2 separate regions of the Mus musculus genome follow, and region 1 is linked to region 2. A link is a contact called in public HiChIP or PLAC-seq data. All regions are on one chromosome and are shown on one strand. Each heading gives the region's core, a stretch centred on a gene start, on an enhancer-like site or on the middle of the called end of the contact. The rest is flanking DNA. Distances are from core to core; before and after follow the strand shown. Region 1 overlaps Slc10a7 (solute carrier family 10 (sodium/bile acid cotransporter family), member 7). Region 2 has its middle 26 kb from the start of Gm6360.

Evidence for each region. HiChIP or PLAC-seq counts read pairs in DNA pulled down with a chosen protein or histone mark.
Region 1: an H3K27ac HiChIP or PLAC-seq map of embryonic stem cells shows a contact between it and region 2, with 3 times the contacts expected there. The contact joins two enhancer-like sites. A contact is called at or near these places in 3 of 115 datasets of contacts at active chromatin or transcription factors (all in embryonic stem cells) and 1 of 9 other capture datasets (embryonic stem cells).

Annotation. Positions count from the first base shown.
Region 1 is chr8:78,623,894-78,629,373 of GRCm38.p6, forward strand. The region is part of intron 5 of Slc10a7 (solute carrier family 10 (sodium/bile acid cotransporter family), member 7); the gene reads left to right. Among named protein-coding and RNA genes, the nearest start is that of Gm39203, 48 kb to the right of the region's middle. Within about 2 kb of position 1,323, at least 92 of the 459 cell types and tissues checked have an H3K27ac peak or open chromatin away from gene starts, as enhancers often do. A contact at or near this core is called in embryonic stem cells, where this site is marked.
Region 2 is chr8:78,095,690-78,101,269 of GRCm38.p6, forward strand. No RefSeq gene overlaps it. Among named protein-coding and RNA genes, the nearest start is that of Gm6360, 26 kb to the left of the region's middle. Within about 2 kb of position 2,597, at least 34 of the 459 cell types and tissues checked have an H3K27ac peak or open chromatin away from gene starts, as enhancers often do. A contact at or near this core is called in embryonic stem cells, where this site is marked.

The sequences.
Region 1 (5,480 bases), core at 73-2,572, 530 kb after region 2:
ATGGCCCCAGGTCCCCTATCATCTGCCCTGTGCAGTCCCTGGAAATCTGTAAGCTATTGAGTGAAGCTGTCCCTGAACCAGTAACTGCCCCATGGTGTTCATGTCCTGCAGATTCAGGAATGGCACTGATAGGGATGGGACCAGTTAGAAATTGATCACCACACCCAGGCCTGGAGCAAACTGAGCCTCTCCCCAGGAGAGTCATCAGCTTCTAAAAGCTTACCCAGGAAGGTAATTACGTGCACCTAAGGGCCGCATGCTGCTGGAAGTGCACAGCACACTCATGCTCCATAACAGGAAGTTCACAGCACATTCGTGCTCCATAACAGGAAGTGCACAGCACATTCATGCTTCATAACAGGAAGTGCACAGCACACTCGTGCGCCATCACAGGTAATGGAACTCATACACTTCTGCTTTTGGTTTGGTTTGGCTTTTAGGATTTGTTTTCTTTTCTTTTCTTTTCTTTTTTTTTTTTTTTAAGATTAGCATTTTTATTGTGTCTCAAACACTAAAGGTCTTTACAATTGTTTTCTTTCATTTCTCTCCCTACTGTTCTCTGTATAATTCATGTCATCTGTGTTTTTATCTAACTTTTTTAATATGACTCTATTCTTATTTTTATTGGATATTTTCTTTATTTATATTTCAAATGTTATCCCGTTTCCCAGTCTCCCCCCTCCCTCCCCCCGCCTCAGGCCCCGAATCCCATCCCCCACCCCCTGCTTCTATGAGGGTATTCTCCCACCCACCCACAACCTGCTTTTGTAGAGGTAAAGCATAACCAAGCCCTTGCTGGATTAGAATTCATTAGTATCCCACATATTTAGAAAGAGCTTATGCCTTCCCTAAATATGGGAAACATTTTATTTTTTCTTCTGAATTTAGAAATCATATTTGAGGGTAAGGTCTATAAGCCGTTGACCCCCAAGTGCTTCTTAAAGAGATACTGAAGAGCTTGCTTTTGCAGAGGTTAGCACTGAAGCTCAGCGCTCTATTAACCAGTGGGGAGTAAAGAGCATGGAAAGTCCCCCGGGTGACTGAGAACACAGGCGCAGCTTAGGGGCTGGCCTCCAGAGTGGGCCATCCAAGGGTGGTTTTTAAGAACAACTGCCTAAGGCTGTCTTGGGGCAAGTGCTTGGGAGAAGAATTTGCTCCTTTAGGGGAAGGGAAAAGAAGCCCTTGCTTCCCTAAAGATGGATGGCTCCTCTTTGTCTGACCAGAGAGTGGCACTGACGGATTGCAGAGTGTGTGATAGCAAACCTTGCTGGTCTCCAGTGAGGCTCAAAGCGAGCAGTCTGTTTGGGATGAGTTATCTGTAATCTCTGCCTTTCCCCCGGAGAGGGAGGGGGTGACTAATTGCAGCATCCTTTAACAGTAATTGAGACGGATTGAGGGCGGAAATGAGCGATTAACCTTGAGCCTCCTCCTGACACTGCAAACCGTCTGGTCCTGTAGAGTAGGTTTCTGGGGGGTGCCTTGGTGGTTCAATTACACAGATGACCATATAGCTCTCATAATTAACTTAAGGCAGTGTGTTTCCGCCCTAACTTTTGAGATGTTTGTTGCTCTGTTGACGTCATTCCAGGAATGAAACTTTTACAGGGTGACAGCCAGAGGCAGATTTACTAAGAAGCTAATGAAGGAGTACAATCCCCACAGGCCCCTTGCTAAGTCCCGGAGCTACTTTTGGACCACCAGGATGTATGAAGTTCAGTTCCTACAGAAGAACCGGGTTCTGTCTGTGGGGTAGAATTCTCTTTACAGATAAGCAGCTGACAGACAGATTGGAGATTTTGCTGAAATGGTGGGCAGGATTCCCTTACTCAGGAGATTTTGAAACTGTTTAAATTTAGTAAGTCTACTATGCCTGTGTGCCATAGCTACTCTCTGAAATTATAGAAATTAGAATAACAATTTCTACTTTTATGCTTCTGTAAGTAAATATTTTATTCTTTCATTAAAGTGTTAATAAAGTTTAAAAGGGAAAGTATAGGAAAACTGCACAATATAATAATCATAATGGTAGCTGGGCAGTGGTGGCACACACTTTTAATCCCAGCACTTGGGAGGCAGAGGCAGGTGGATTTCTGAGTCTGGCCAGCCTGGTCTACAGAGTGAGTTCCAGGACAGCCAGGGCTACACAGAGAAAGCCTGTCTCAGAAAAGCCAAAGGGGAGGGGGAATGGTAACATATAGAGGTACTGGCTTATATATTTGTGTGTACTGATACAATTGCATATAGGGATCAGATGGCTTTGCTGCAAAGCATGCCAGCTACATTCTGCACTGTGATGGCGACGCTCTCTGCAGCTCTTCTGCACCGGCCACGTTAGTGCCCCGTGTGAAGCAGGTGCTCGGAGCTGTGCGGCTGAAGCTAAGTACACTGCTGAGTGGGATGATTTTCTAAACTAAAAAATAAATGTTGGCAGTTTGAAAAAAAAAAAGCAAAATACATTACCTAAAGATAATGTTTTATACATTGATGGTAAGTAGCTTTTATGAGACAAAGTTCTCAGTTTAATCAGAATTTCTATAATCATCATCTTGTAAGTGTATGTCACAAGTCTACTGGCACAGTGTCCCTCAATTACTAAATGCATAGCTAACTCTGGCAGCGTGCATGCCTTTGTGGAAGACTCACATATACTCAAAGAAAAGGGCATTTTCCCCTTAGGTTTTTCCCATAGTTGTCCATTTTGGTTTCCTCCCTGAGAGAGCTGTAGGTTGGCTCAGAGGGATGAGAGCTAAGAATCGCTGGGTCCAAGTGAATTTTATTCAGTCAGTTGTACCTTTCGCTACACTTCTGTCCATAGCTAGTTAAGTCGCTTCCTTCCCAGTGGATATCAAATTTTGCTCAGATGCCTTTTAAGAAACAGGAAGTTAGCTGTCTTGCTTGGTCTCTCATGGTCTCTTCCGTCCTCCTGGGATTTAGACACTGACAGCTATTTGGCAAGCAGCTATTTGTGTAGCATGAATAACTGAGTGAACTTTGAACTGTATAATCTGTCGAGAGCCAGGCCACTTTGAAGCTATAAGGAACTTCATATCCCTCAGCTAGGAATCATCTATTTGTCCTGAAACTCAGTTGGCACAGCACTGAGAAGCAGCCAGGAGAAGAGTAGACTCCTATTCACATGGCCTTTGGAAAGAGTAATAGATACAGAAGTGGATGCTGTAGTGTAGAGCAAAGGACTCCCCAACTAGCTCTGACTTTCAATTACAACATGTTTCTTTCAGGTAACTGTTTCTCCAGCTTGGAACCTTTGTCTTCGGGAAGCTAACTCCTCATTTCTCTGAACTTCTCAGTTATTCAACCTTATAGGCAATGAAATGAGAGAATATTTCTTTTTTGATTGTTGAGATTATAATGTAATTACAACATTCCCTCTTCCCTTTCCTCTCTCCACCCCCATATATCCCTTATAATTCTCTTTCAAATTCATGACTTCATTTTTTCATTGTTATTACATGTATCTATGTCTATGTATATACTTATATTCCTAAATTCATTTTAAACTAGTTATCTTAGTACTGAACACATTTAATTGTACCGTCTGCAATGGTTACAGAACTAAGTCCTATTGGCGATCCAGTCTTCCAAGGATATGTTTGTGACAGTGATCTCTCCAAGGCTCCTGAGCGACCTGCTTCAATAAACAATCGCAGGAGGTGCTACTGTCTCATAAAGATTCGCTTTGATAAGAGTAAGAGATAAGTAATTTCTGGGAACAACATAACCATCTATAAACACCAATGGTTATAGACTGTTTTGGGCTGTTGGACAGCATATATCCAAACACATAGAGCCTTGATGGTTTGGTGAGTGTGACCATAAAATGGAAGTAATTTGGGCTCTATTCCTAAACTCCGCAATTCTGCTAGGTCAGTTCAGACAGTCTCCACAGGAAGCGGACATTGAGGTCAGAAATTGGGTCAAAGCCTTTTAATTGTGAGCCTCCGCTCTGCCTCTGGGCTTGGGTCAATAGCCTCAGAAGCTCTGATGTAGGCTGGAAAGGGCATTTTATGGGGGCTCAGGTGGTCGACTAGACTGTTCTAATGCTCCATTGTGAGTCGCAGATTATCTGCTTTGCAGATTATCTGATCTTCTATCATCAGCCTTCCCACTGGGCTTTCGGTTGCCAAGGCCAGACAGACGCAGTCAGTTGGGCACGGTGAACTCTACGCTCCCTTCGCAGATCCAGATGCCAATCAGCCACAGCTGTTGGGGGTGGTGACTGAGGCCTTTTTGATGGTATTTTCTCAACCTTATTCTGTATTCTCTGTAGTTGACTAAACCTCATTTTATTCACATCTCTAAGAAATCTGTAGGCTGGAAATCAAATCTGTCACACAACCCATGCAAAATGAAACCAGCTAGAACAGCCTTGCTTTGTCCACTCTCTTCAGCGTAGATGTAGCACTCCCAAGTGTGTCAGTGTCTTCTCTGGACATCCATGAGGCTCTCCAGTCTAGGCTGCCCTTAAGCGCCTGCTCACCCAAGCTCTGCTTGATGAAGAGATAGGGTGCTTATCTATGTGCATCACAGTGCCCTTGGATTCAGGGGCAGGGGAAAGCTATATTGTGAATTACGTTTTTTGTTAAAGGCCAGTATATTTGTATCATTTGTTCTTGTTTTTGTAAACAAAGAGAGAAAAGAAGGGCTAATGAAGCAGAGGCAAAGAGACAAACACAAAGAGACTATGCTAACCTCTCTGGTCAAGTGGGGAGTATCCCTGATAAATTCTTGATTACTAGTTTCATTTCTCTTGGCATACAAAAACATCCTTATACCTTATGTGCCAAAAACAAAGGTTACATACTCCCGTGTATTGATCTTTGGTCTTAGCCTGGATCCTGCCTTCCTCCCAAGTACTGACTCCCCTCCGCTCTCTTCCCATAAAATGCATTCTCTTTCCCGAGTAGTGCTTCTCACCGTTCCTAATACTGCAACCCTTTCAAACAGTTCCTCACGTTGTGGTGATGTCCAACCATAAAATTAATTTGTTGCTACTTCATAAGTAATTTTTGCTTCTGCTATGAACTATAATGTATATGTGACCTGGATTGATGAGCAACAGTTTTTGTCTTTGGGAACCCAGGACCTATCCTTTCTTCGGCAAACCATTAACGTGGGTCAGTTTCATATTAGCTCAGCAGCCTTCCTCCTTATAACACTGCAATGAGAACCTGTGAGTGCAGGCTTAGCTGCTTTTATATATACCACACACAGCTCACAAGTCCACTTACTTCCTCATGAAGCTCCTTTTAATATGAATCCCTTGGTTCCATCCTCTTCTACTAAAATTCTACACAGCCCTGGAAGCTAATGTCTGTTCTGTTCCTGTGGCCCCTTCCGTTATCCACACTCCATTTGGACCAACCAAGTGGTTCCTGGCTTTGACTTCCTAAGCATTTGCCAGAGATACCCACTAAGATCAAAAACAACACTTCTGTGATACAAGTCAGTAAAATGAAATT
Region 2 (5,580 bases), core at 1,347-3,846:
TCGTGTGTCCAGTGGCCAGCAGGTTGCTCCATCGTGGCCCTGCACACTCTGGAGTGGTACAGCCTACAGTGAGGCTTGGAAAATCCAAGTCTTCCTGAGAACCACTTGTTTGCCATAGAAGGGCATAGGAATGACTGGTGCTAGCCTTACCCACCAGGTCAACTTACCTGTTAGTGAGCTCACTCTGAATTTGTGTAGTAGAGAGTATGTGGTCCTTCAGGAAGTGGGAGTAGAAATTCTAGTTATAAGTTATAGAAGTTATAGAAAGTACAGAAATGATTCACAAGTGACCCAAAGGGTATTGTTACGGTTAAAAGCATATTTGATTTACTACAACTTATGTGGTTTGTGACTTATCTCTAATTCTAAGAAAGTTGATATTAGAATCTTGTCACTTCAGGTATCGTCTTCTGGATTCCATAGTGGAGATGAGGCAGGTCACTGAGGGAGAAAGCTAGGAAGAGGTGGGCCCACTGAAGTGTTGAGGGCCTCATCAGAGACAGTCACAGTTTTTGTTCCTTTATGTAGCCACTGAATATTGCCACCACAATATCCCCATGCATATTAAAGGGCTTGACGCACTCCTTGACACACAGTTATCGACTGATTGCCAAGATTTCTAAGGGACAAAGTGTCTTCTAGAATGAGGCTTGATAATAGTGATGGGTTAAAGGTCTTTATATTTTCTAGTGTATCATGCTAGTAACTTTGACAAGGATAGCTGCTCAAAAGCTGGAAAGCTGCTTACAGCTTTCATCTTGGGGGCTCTGCAGTGTGACAGTCGAGTAAAGACCATAGTATGCGGGGACTGCGGCCAGGGGATAGACAGCTGCAGAGAGAGAAGAGAAAAGCTTAAAAAGGATCTCAGTGCCACCATGAGAAGGCAGCCTGCCCCTTGTGGTCAGGGTGAGGAAATTTAATTTCACGTTCTAGAAGTGGCTTGTGGTGAGAAGTCAAAGAATTGGGACATCAGTGACACTAACGATGAAGGGTTGTAGAGCTGCTAGTGGTGACAGAGTGGCATCTTCTGGGTGTATTCCCAGAGGACTTCCATATACAAGATGGCATTTGGAAGAACACAGAAGGTGGCAGATCAGAATTCATACCCAGCAGTGGTTTCCACAGCAAAACCAGATTTTCTAACAGGAAAAACAAAAACAAAACAAACAAACAACTACTCTTTTTTTCCCTGAATAACCATAAAGAAAGTTCTTGTGTTCTTATTATGTAAAGATTACATAACACATATCCACCTAATTGAAGTTTATTTTCATTTTGTTTATGAGCATCTGCTTGGGGAAGACCCTGTGGTGGACTAGGGAATTCAGGCAAGCAGCAGAATGTCTCTGCCCTTGATCTACCGGCTGTGGTGGTGAGCAGTGCACAGGTAGACCAGGGTGCAGTTAGCATGTGAAAAACTTTCCGGAGCCTTAACGGAGGTGCTCAGAGAAGAGTGAAAGAGCTGAGCTGTAAAGCATGCAGCGTGATAAAAATGAGATCGTGCGTGAATAGGACAGCCCCGCTACACACGCTTTACATGGGCAGACTCTCATCTCGTTTTAAAGCAACCCTGCAAAGTTGTTTTATTCCTTTCCTCATTTTCAAGTGAGAAAACTCGGAATTCAACAGAGTTGGCAAAGCTGTGAGACCTAGAGTCAGTGTCCAATCCAGAACAAAGCATTCTCGAGTTGCACAGCCAGGATCGCTGCCCGGCGGGGTTCCTTTGCGTTGCTCCTGAGCCAAATAATAACGGAAGGCATGGGAAAATTGAATGTTTGCTTCTCAAAAACTTGTCATAGTAACTATTACACTACGTGCAGTAGATAATAGGAGTATGGAGATATCACCTTGGTTTGATAATTTTAAGCAGGGAAGTCTGAAGGAAAATAAGGAGCGAGGAAGATCGCTATGGCAGCAGAAAGGCTCTCGGAAACCTGGCGCATCCTCTGTCCTGTGTAGAGCTGTAGTTTTGAACATCTTTGGGTACCCAATTAAGGAAGCAGTGTATTACCAAAAGGGATGCTGAAGTACTATGTTCATCCAAGCTCAACTTATGGGTTTCATATAACCAGCATCATATTCTATATAGGAGCCTGGAGGATTTTTTTTTGTTTGTATGTTTGTTTGTGTTTTGATTTCTTAAGCTTTAGCCAGATGAGCCCCTGAAGGGGTGTGGCTTTCAATGAGAATCTCAGAGTAAGTCACACTTTTCCTGTTGAGTAAATTCTCAGTAAAGCTGCCAAATGAAATTCTAGCCCTAGAGAAAACCATTAAGCTTAAGACACTTCCCGAGGAGAGAAAAAATATTCTTGAGGCAAAGGAATGCTTTATTAGAAATCTCCCATAGTGTTTTACAAAAGATCCTGACATTAACACGTTACCTGGAGGGCTCTGAGCCAGGGCCCATACTCGTTAGTTTTCTATTGATGTTGTTTCTGACTAGGATTCCCTTCTACATTTCCTTGCTTGTTTGCCTTAGAAGCCCTGCATTGATATGCGTGTTTACATCAGACAAATGGGGAAGCTACTCTCCAGCCCAGGGGAAGAAAGAAAGATACAGGGGACAAAGCAGAGTGTTGCTAGGGGAGGGTGCCAGCAGCTGCGGTTCCTTCCCATTGCTTATGCAGTAATGTGTACTAATGAGCTCCTCAAAGTCCCTCCTCCTGAGTGGGCGTTTCCATCTCCTAAGAATCAGATATCTCTATTTTCTTTGGTACTTTTGTAAGGGCCCATGATTCACTGAAGAATGGTACTCTGAGCTCAAATAGTATGAAACACAGTGTTTTACTCTGCACAAGTCCAGCATGCTGTGCTCTCCCACTACCAAGATAGAGAGACACCCAAGTGAGCTTGCAGGCCTGACTTAAAGCACATTAGGGATGTTCCGGGAGGGTGACCTCTATGTTAATCTGTCGGGTCCGCCTCTACTGACATTCCATTACCGGGGTGTGGGGGCTGGGAACCTGCTGAGGAGGTGTGGAAACTGTTGCTGAGGAAGTAACTGAGGAAGTCTGGAAACTGCTGCTGACCCATTGTCCTTGCCTCAGGCCAGGTGGCAGGCAGCTTCTGAGGCCTGGATTTGCCTGGACTTGCCAAGTTCTTGTAGACAGAGATTTAGGCCTAGTCTCCTTAACTGCCGATTTGAAGCCTGTCATGGAATCAGCCCAGCCTTCTCTCTTTAATAATCATATTTGTTAGTTTCAAATTACAGTAAATTGGATGGTGGGTACCTTCTAAACCATTAACCTTCCAAATTCTAAATTCTAAGGCCTAGATATGCTGTTAGCTGACTGTGTTGGGAAGAGTTAGAATGAGAACATTTTCGGATGAGCTCACTGGCTTAAAGTATCCACTTTTCTCAATCACCTTGTACTTCAAGCAGAATCCATGATTTATAATTTTTAAAATTAGGTCAAGAGGGAAAATGAATTTCAGTAACATAGAAGCCAGGGTGAAGTGGAGTGCCTAAGGCAGACATCTGCCTGTGTTAGGCACATGTCTGCGTGGCTTGTTTTAGTGTTTTAAATATGGACTATGTTGAAGTTGTAGCAACTTCATCTTTGGAACACTGCCCCACACACTCCCTCTACTGACACACCGTGTACAAACACTGCTTCTGGGCGTGTGAGATGGAATTTCCCCAGAGGCCCACAAAGCATTTAATGAAGTGTGAAGCACAAACATTTCATTACAACATATTGTGTACTTTTGCCTTTAATAACTACATTCTTCATCCAAGAAGTCTCAATAGCTTTCAAAAATGAATTACAGTGGTATTATTTCCCCCAGAATATAGTTTTTCCGTGACGGCAACGGCACTTTCCTAAACTATTGTATTTATTAGCAACCTGTTGCCCTTCGACACCGGGGCCATTTTCATCGACCCTGATCGAGTGCGTATCACTTAAACTTCCTTTAGAAATTATTAAAATAATTTTGTGTTATTGGATTCTCTTGCCTTAACAGTAGGCAATCAGCTCTGAGAATGATGTACTCGAAGGGAAAATGTGAGCGGGGCCTTTAGTTTAGTGAACAGTTAGACTCGCCAATGTAAGGCCCAGCATTTAATGGGGGGATTTTGTGAAGCGAGCAAGTGTTCCCCTGGATTGGGTACTGCAGAGGCACCTGAGCCCCGCATTGTTTTGTTTGATCATTCCACATTTTGATGGAGTCCAGGTAAACCATCTCCTCCTGCCTTCACTCTCTGAGGCCTTATGAGCTGTTTTGACCACATAAGGAGACTTATTAAGAAAGAAGCCACAAGCTAGTGGCTCCAAGCTTCTGCTAGTTATCAGAAGTTACTAATGTGCAACTACACCATTCTAAATCCACATTCAAATCATTTTTAAATGCTGGCAATAGATGTGCACTTGTGTCTCACGGCCCCAGACATCATCACGTTCATGAATCCGATCCAAATGTAAGTAGTAACAGAAACAGACCGTATGAGAACCTGTGTGAGGATGAGGCAGATCTTGGGTGGGATTTATTCATGGCATGAGCCGTGGAATGTCACTTCAGCCTTTGTGTATGTCTGAGTAAAATCACTATTGTGTCTCTTGGTGCCTGGGCTTCTAACAACCATCTATTTGATCCGAATCATGGGAACATCAACAGGAGACGTATGAGCTATAGGATCGTAAGCCTTTGGGCCAGGGGCATGTTTGCACTACTCCCTCTCAGAATTGTTGTCACAGTGGTGAATTGCCAAGGATCATGCAGAAGAGGCTGCCTTTGATCTACTTTTTTTTTTTAGCAAATTAATATTTCTCCAAACAAAAATACACTTAAATTGTTCTTTGAAATATTTCAATAGTGTCCATTAAATTGGTAATTTATTGGTAGCCATCACTGTCATTAGATCTCACCATAGAAGATGCCATTGGATTCCTTGATAACTCTAGAGTTGGAGTGATAGTCTGTCACTAACTCATTAGGGAAGGCAGAAAGGACTAAGCAAACAGGCTCTACTCATTGGGTAGCTGAGGAGTTGGACATGACAGTAACTCCTGGTCGGTGTGATACATTTGGAGTGGAGTCCTTTTCAATGATGGCCATTATGATTTTATCACTGACGATAGTCATTTCAATAGTTCAATAATGTTAATTTTATGTCAGTAGTCTCTGCCTAAGTAATCATTCATACCAAACACTCATCATTTTACCCTCTTGGAGTTTTTCTTAGAACACTATTGAAGTCTATGTTCTTAGGCAATGAGTAGGATTCTATTCAATTTGATAATGCCCTTCCCTTAGGTAGAAACTGAAGAGGAAAATGTAAGGAAACCTATTCCAGATATTTATAAATATAGGAACTATAAATATCATTAGCTGTGAAGGCTAAACTTTTAGACTCCAGAAGTTCTAAACAAGCGTTCATCTCAGGAAGGGGCAACTCAACACACTGCGTTTTCCTGAAGCACAAGGGGCAGCAACATTTTATCAATGATGAAAGGAGCGGGCACAGCTGGTGTGGGCCCCGCCTTCTGCACTCAGCTCTTCACAGAGCTTCATGAAGGGCAGCACTTAGTGTAAAGGGTGGTGGCTTGAGGATTTACATCAGACAACTCAGTAAAAGAA